Linked DNA regions of Rattus norvegicus: region 2 is linked to region 1. Evidence: chromatin contacts called from public Hi-C data. All regions are on one chromosome and are shown on one strand. The core of a region is the stretch at or near the end of the contact, and the rest is flanking DNA. Distances in the headings are between cores, read along the strand shown.

What was found. A called contact is a pair of places that touch in the nucleus more often than the background predicts.
Region 2: a contact with region 1 is called in a Hi-C map of the A7r5 cell line, with 2.9 times the contacts expected there. The contact joins two enhancer-like sites. A contact is called at or near these places in 3 of 12 Hi-C or Micro-C datasets (the A7r5 cell line, Schwann cells and frontal cortex) and 1 of 1 datasets of contacts at active chromatin or transcription factors (oligodendrocytes).

What each region holds. Positions count from the first base shown.
Region 1 is chr4:149,471,947-149,475,958 of GRCr8, forward strand. All of the region lies in intron 16 of Atg7 (autophagy related 7), which reads left to right. Among named protein-coding and RNA genes, the nearest start is that of Atg7, 54 kb to the left of the region's middle. Within about 2 kb of position 1,280, at least 12 of the 93 cell types and tissues checked have an H3K27ac peak or open chromatin away from gene starts, as enhancers often do. A contact at or near this core is called in the A7r5 cell line, where this site is marked.
Region 2 is chr4:149,627,169-149,631,114 of GRCr8, forward strand. Vgll4 (vestigial-like family member 4) reads right to left here. Exons shown (of 5, transcript NM_001015004.2): 2 at 530-719. Among named protein-coding and RNA genes, the nearest start is that of Vgll4, 31 kb to the right of the region's middle. Within about 2 kb of position 2,358, at least 55 of the 93 cell types and tissues checked have an H3K27ac peak or open chromatin away from gene starts, as enhancers often do. A contact at or near this core is called in the A7r5 cell line, where this site is marked.

The DNA of each region.
Region 1 (4,012 bases), core at 30-2,529:
AAATATTTGATATGCAACCCCTGTGAAAGGGTCATTCGTCCTCTCCAAAAGGGGTCGCAACCCTCTGGTTGAGAACCCCCACTCTATGCCTTCAAGCTCCCCTTTTCCAATTCCTACTTGGGGAGCTATCAGAGTAGCTTGTGGGGCTTACTCATCCTAAGCAAGCATTTCTCTGAGAACACATTGTTGTGCCTCCTGCAATGGGTGGAGCTGAGGGAATTGAATTCTAGGAAAAGTCTACTCAGAGTAGCTTCTGTCCTCAGCTGTTTGCCTAAACCGTGGAATCTGGGATCGATAAGCCATAGTGATGAATTTGGTTAAATCTAGGCACTCCCAAGTGGAGAGTGGTTTGTTTTCCTTTCTGCTCTGAGAGTAAACTAAGCCTGCTTTATTGTTGGGCATCTCAAGTGCCTGGTGGAGATTTAAACCTTATAATTTGTGGGTAAATGACCTCTGAGCCTATTCTTCTTGCTGTTTCTCAAGGTATCCTATTCCTCTCTGGCAGGACCCTGAAGGTGGTGATGCGCACATCTGTCCTCAGAGACAGGGTCTCACGACCGTGTGCTCCTCAGTGGAAATGACTTCTGTCTGTCCATCTTTCCATGGTACAGCTGAACTAATTGGTCTCCAAATAACTTGGCAGGATTATTTTCAAACTGAAATCCTTTGGTGCCCATGCCAGCAGCGTCTGTGGCTTTATGTAGGTCTAGCTCATCAATGAAATGAAGATAATTGTGTTCTCCGAGAAACGTGAGCATTTGCTTTCCTGCTCTGTTTCTAATTAAATCAGCCCATAAGATGCTGTCCATAAAGAAACCCAGGCGTACCTCAGGCTGCCCCTCCTTTTTCTTTAAGAGAGAATAGCTTTTTGTTTCCTTGTCCTCCCTCCTTGGAAGTCTCAGATTAAACACAGGTATGGTGTTTTTGTTACCAGAGTTATTTCCTGTCAGTGGCCATTCAGAGTCCTGCATTACACAAACTTGCCAGGCGAGTTAATACAAACTGACGTGGATTTTCACAGCTGCGCTGTTCCCATAGCGATCACTTTTCTTGTGGTCTGGATATTGGGTTTCCTTTGTGCCGAGAAGGTTGCACCTCTTTCCAGGAGAAGCCCCTCATTTACTTTCTTGGCCCCCTTCCCTGTCATCTGCATCATCTGCAGACCGAGTGTTGATCCTCCGATATGACAATCCCAATTACGCCGAATCGCTCTATGAGAGTGCTGGCTTATGCTTAACGCTTGCTTACTCAGCAGGATGTTTTTTATACTGAGTCATGTCTGAGTTGCTGCTGTTTGAATCAAAATTCTTTGGAGCTAAGAGTGAGTTCTACACATTTTTCCTTTGATATTCATGAAGTCATTTTTTAAAAATTTTTCCTCAGTCTTAAGAATTTCATACATGTAGAATGACACATTATCATATCTTCCTGTTACCCCTCGTCAACTCCCCTTAAACCATCCCCCAACACTACCTTTCCCAACTACATGCCCTCAGCCATAGTAACCTACTCACTCCTATTAGCACTTCCTATGGGTGTGGGGAAGGAACTTGGGAAATCAGAGGCCACACATTCAAGAGAGAATAATTCTCCCTTCCCCAGCAGCTGCCAGCTGCCAGTAGCTTCCCAGTAAAAGTTGGGGGCCTGGGTCATGCCTCACCTATCTGTGCTGGGATTTTGACTGGATTTGTCTTCACCCAGGACTCCGGCAGGTATCCATAATTTCTCCAAGTTCATGAGTGAGACACCATGTCAAGTCCAGAACTTTGAATTTCAGGGCTCTCCTCATCCTCCAGTCCTTTGTGCCTCCTGTCCTGCCATCTTCCCCAGCCATTGTGGAAGTGGTGTTTAGAAGCATGACCCACTGAGGACTAAACCTCTGTCTCTTGTTCCTGTGAAGTGATGTTTTCCTTTGGTGGTTTCCAGTATCTGTCTCCTCCACCCCCACCCAGAAGAGAGGCTCACTCTACTCCTGCTTGGTTTAGCTTCAGTATAGGAAGTGGCTGGAGGAGCAGGACACTCTGGGATAGTGAGCCTTCTGTTTATTAAACAGTGATGCTGATGGTGTAACCCTCATCGTGTTGCCAGAGCCTGGGACAGGGCTGGTGAACTGTTGCCTTCACACATGTGCAGGGAGGTGTGGGTGCTGAGGGGTGCTTTCATTTTAACGTCTACTTCGTCACCTGACAGAGCATCTGCTGTCAGAAGTTGAAGAGGCCTTTTTGATACATGTACAAGTTACTGTTCAGTTCTAGAGTGTGGTGAACGTCTGTCAGGCCAACAAGTGTGATTGTGAACCAGAAATCTAGAAAAGCTGTCCCAGAATGCATTGAGGCAATTTATTAGCAGCAGTCAGTCTCTTAATTTCTTTATCTCTTATTTCTAATTAAGATTTTCCTTTTTAGTAACTTTGTATTTTGGTACAAATTTTTAAAGATTTATATTTTAAATTAAACGTGTGGACATAGGAGAGTGTAGAGCCTACAGGGACCAGAAGTATCGGTCCCTGGAACTTCAACTTCAGGCAGTTGTGAGCAGCCTGATGTGTGTGCTGGGAACTGAACTTGGGTCCTCTGCAAGAACAGGCAGTGACCTTAACCACTGAGCATCTCTCCAGTCCTTCTGATACACTTTCAAACTTGGTGACACTGGGGCGGAGAGATGGCTCAGCAGTTAAGAGTGTTGCTCTTGCAGAGGATCTGGGTTCAATTCCCAGCACCCATGTGGTGGCTTGTAAGTCAAATTCCATAGAAACCTCATAACTGCATAAAGGTCCAGTCTGATCCTGAAGTGAGTCTGTCACTTCCGGTGGCTGGTAAGTCCGTTCCCTCTCTGGCCTCTGTGGGCACCAGACACAATATACAGTCAGGCGATACTCCCATACATACATACATACATACATACATACATACATACATCTTAGAGAGAGAGAGAGAGAGAGAGAGAGAGAGAGAGAGAGAGAGAGATACAGAAAACTGCAGAGTCTACTCTATGTGGCCTTTAGCAGAGACTCCCAGGTTTCTACCTTCCTCCCCTCTGCTGTCCCGCCTCCTCAGCTCCGCCCCTTCTGGTTCCTTTGTTGAGTTTTCCAGAGTCAACAGGGAACTGTTCTTTCTCAACTAAACATTTCCCTGTGAATTTCCTAAGAACAAAGACCTGCTCTCACCAACACAGCACACAGGAAACAGGCGTTCAGTGTTAACAGCCACTGTACCTGACCCAAAGGCTCTATTTCAGACATTGTCTCTGTCCTGGAATGTTCTTCACAGACTTTACGTCTTTCTCCTTCTGAATGAGGACTTACTTCAGGATCAGACCAGACCTCTATGTAGTTATGTTTCTTCTGATCTCCCTCATTCTGGGAGAGGTCTCTAAACTCTCCTTTTTCCTGTCCATGCCCTTTTGAGGCGTTGTCTGTTAATTTATAGAATCTCCTTTGGTTTGGATCTGTCTAATGTGCCCTGGAGTGGAGGCAGGTGAAATGTTTGTCACCACTGGTAATGTTCATTTCTTTTTTTCTGAAACCTGGCTCCCCTCATCCTGAATAGATGGACTTGCCTGCTCTCTAGAATACATAGACATTTCAAAACTGCAGTCCCTGCTACTTCAGAAAGTGATATTAGGCAGAGGACTTAGTCATTAAAGTGCTTGCCTTGCAAGTGTGAAGGCCTAAATTGGGATGTCCAGTATCTGTAAACGGCCAGGTGTGGGTGACATGCATCTGTGACCCCAGTGCTGAGGGTATAGGGCAGGGACAGCTTCAGACTCAATGCCACAAAAGGTGGAGTGTGATAAGAAAACCTCTAGCCACCACATTCATATGCACATTTATGTCCAGGTATCCTCCACAGGCTGATACACACACACACACACACACACACACACACACACACACACACACACACACACACACACACAAGCACGCACACAAGCACGCACGCGCGCAATGCACAATTCCAAAAGAAAATGAACATAGAACATAGAGTTCAGTCTTTATCACAGTGCTCTTTTT
Region 2 (3,946 bases), core at 1,108-3,607, 160 kb after region 1:
TTGTTTTGTTTTTTAAAGAAGAAGACAACGAGAGACAGGAAGACACTGGGGCATGCAATCTACAAGGATCCGCCCGGTTCTCTGTTACCCAGGGGGCCTTCTCACCACGTCTCCAGGCTACCTCCAGTTGCAGGTCACAACACCGTGCAATACTGGGCACCCATGCAACAACCTTCCCTCGGGTACTCAGACACCCAGTATCAATTTGCATAATGGCCAGCAGAGGAAACTGGCAAGTAAAAGCCAAGTTTTCCAAACAGTACCCATAGCTCACCTTAAGGGCTGCTGCCCTCCAGCGTGAGAGGTTGTTGGAATTGGGAGGAAATAAGATTTCATCTCTGCACCAGTCATTAAAGTCAGCTCGACACTTTTCTGGCATATAAACACCACCTATCTTTTATAAACAATGTCTTCCATCAATAACTCACGAAATCATAATGATGTGATGATAGGCAGAAAGGTGAAAGGTGAAAGGTGAAAACACAGCCCAGCCCAGAGCAAGCAAGATCCCTAAGAGGGTCGAACTTACAAATGGGGGCTGAAGATTCGGCTCATCTTGGAGACGTGGTCATTTTCACAGTCCAAGTCCTTGTCCCCGTGTTCCAGGCTGAATTTCCTCTTGCTGGGGCTGATGGGAGGCGGACCTGTGCGGTGGCTGCTAAGAGCTGAGGCCACCGGGAGGGTCTGCATTCTGGGTTCTCCCCTGAGGGAAGCTTCACCTATGCAAAGAGAATTAAAATGTTATCACCAGGTGGGAGGAGGGCACCATTGTGGTCTCTGCAGTCCCCCTGGCTCCCTGGCACTCCGCCCGGCCCCTTGCAAAACTCTCTGTGGAAAGTTTTGGCAATACAGCAGGCAGCCTGCCATTCTCAGAACATGGTCTGGGCATGCAGCCACTGCCAAGCAGGGGACATCTGACATCAACAAGGTTTGCCAGCACTAGCTCTTTAGGGTAGAGTTTAAAACGAAAAGTTGCTATAAACAGCAGAGAGAGGAAAACTGATCGTGAGCAGTCCCCAAAGGGAAGTTAAAACTCGGAGGACGCTTCGATTCTCAGGAGTTCAACCCCATGCCTTTATAAGAAAGCGCACGAAACTACTGCTGACGTGCTGACGTTGCTGTTTTTATTACATTTTTTGAAGTGTGTGTGTGTGTGTGTGTGTGTGTGTGTGTGTGTGTGTGTGTGTACACAATGCCCATGGAGGCCAGAAGAATTGTTGGATCCCCTGGAGCTGGAGTTACAGGCAGTTGTGAACTACCCAACATGGACGCTGCGAACGGAAACCAGGCTCTCTGGAAGAGCAGCAAGTGCTCTTAACCACTGAGCCACCTCTCCAGTCCCAAGCTGCAACTCTGAAAATGTTTCACAGTTAGGTGCTTGCAAGGGCTGTGACACAGATCTGCTTGGACAGTCAAGTCTGACATTTTGGGCTGTTGTCAGGGGTGTTGAGCTGAGAGACAAATTTGTACCTGCTTGTAAGTCAAGACAGTACTGACCTTTCAAACACTAAGGAGTTTGTATCTTCTAAAACTTATAACAGGAGTTATAATTACTTCGAGTGAAAACTCCCAACATTCTAAGTCCTAAGGGAGCTAACTCAAACAGAGAAAGACCTCTGTTGGGCAGTTGCTCACTGGCTTCTGGGGCCTGACCAATCTCATTTCCACCGGTCACAATTAAGAGTCATATTAGCATGAAGTCAATTCCATGTGAGGCACTGCGGTACCCAAGAAAAGCCACCTTTGTGACCACTTGCTTCCCTTCAGATCATCATTGATGCCCAGCGGCCGTCAAACAGGCGTCAGCTTCACATACAGGCAACAAATGTGATTTTGTTAGTGGGAAGGAGGGAGGGAAAGACCTTCTGGGTATCCACCAGGAAAAATAAAAACCCTGCCAGTTTAGACAGCAAGATATAAACTCGCAAATATACAGCGACCTGTAATACACCCCAGCGGGATTTCTCGTACGGCTTCTGGCCACAGGGCACACTGGAACTTTCTATACAGCATGGAGTAGCTCAGCATGGCTCCTGTACTGGCCTGCCACAGTCACAGCTGCTGGCTGACTTGGATAGGGCTTGGCTTCCTTTCCGCTAACCTTTGGTTAAGCAGTGTTCATCCTCAGACCTTGAGAAGGTGTAAGATTTCTTCCCTCCCTGGCCTCTTGTTCCTCTCCCAGCCCTGTTTCTTGGACTTCCTCCTCTACAGAGCAGAGATGCCTCTTTAAGACTCTGTGAGCAGAGGAAGAACTCCATGAAGCCTGAGGAAGTCAGGAAGTCACTACCCCTGCAGACCAACCCACGTAAAAACAGCCTACACCATACACTGTGTGCCCAGGGTTTCCCAACACTCCTGGCAGGAGTCACGGAGTTGGGAGGACACGGGCTCAGCATGGACCCCAGAGTTTCAGGAGCCATTTCATCAGCTGCCTGCTGGGGCAACAGACATTGCTATGGAAACAATCACCACAGCAACAAGTTCCAAGGGGTCCAAAATAGGAGCCGTCATTCAGGACAGCAGCTATGGGGCGGCTCAGCCCCAGAACAGAAACCACCCACAAGCCCCATTACTTGGGAAGGTACCCACAAAGAAGCCAGTTACTCAGTGGCTACACTGCGCATGCTTGACGGAGGAAACCCTCCACTCCATACCCCCAGGCCATCGCAGAAAGCAACAATGATGGTGCTTCCTCCATTTGAAGTTCACATGCAAAGAGTAGCCGAGCTTCGGTGAGGCTAGCGCAGAGGAAGAAAAGTCCACAGGAGATTTTCCAGGAGTGGAGTGGGGACAAAGGACTCTGAAGGGCCTGCAGAGTCGCTTGTGGATGAGGGTGTGAGCCCCATATAGCACAGGGCACCTCTGAGCACTCCTGAAGTCTCCTTACGCACATGACTAGGGTGAAGGGAATGGCTTGTTCAGGTGAGCTGCAGAGAGGAAGTATGTCCTCTGCCAGTCAAACACCTCCCTAACACAGGACTAAAGGGCGGGCAACAATCCTCAGTGGTGACCAGGTTTGGTCCTTGATACCCTCTACTCATCCCCATCCCAAGGGAAGCCGTCGAATGCTTATACTTTAAAGCCTGTTTGCTACACTCTTGTATGTGGCAGAGCAAGGTTGGAATGATTTCAGCAGGGTCTCGGGACACAGCATCCACCTTCCTAGGACATACCTGAGTTCTGTCACTAGCACTGTTACTGAAGAAAACTCCAGACACATGCTCTATACCTGCTACTTACACTCATAGCAGCATTGCAGGACAGAAGCACTTGGTAAACATCAATTACAAATAAGCAAGACTTTCTCTTGGCCTAGGATGTCAGAAGTATTAGCATATATTTAAGGAAAAAATTAATAGAAAGGAAAAGCTGGAGGCCAAACACTGCCCTAGGGCAGGCACAGAGGGCCTTGGGCACCAGCCCCAGCACCAAATGCACATACGCACATGTGCAGGGCATGGGGGGGGGACGATGAAGCTATGATGTCACACGTGTGCAATCAATGCCAAAGTCACGTTGGAACTTGCGGATGGGGGAGACCAGCACACCACCGCCTCTGAAATCCTGCACGTGGAGGATTCTAAGACTTCACTTTCTAAACACAGTGATGATAGCCAGACTTGCTACCAGCCAGCTGCTCCTTTCTCGCCTTTTACAGTCAACAAAACACAGAACTTAACTTTCAAAATAGAAGCATGTATTCGCCTCCTTGCTTGCTGGTTGAGATGGGGTCTCACTGTGTGGCCCAGGATGGCCTCAAACCCATCTTCTGCCTGCCATAGCCTCTGCACGCTGGGACTACAGAAGTTTGCCGCCGCAGCCTGCCACGCTAGCCTTCAACGACAAACGTTCAACCCGCCCCACAGCTTCTTGTTCTCCTTCCCGTCACCCACGCGCCCTCCACCATGTTTGAACCTAAAGTCAAAACATCAAACCACCGCTTCCT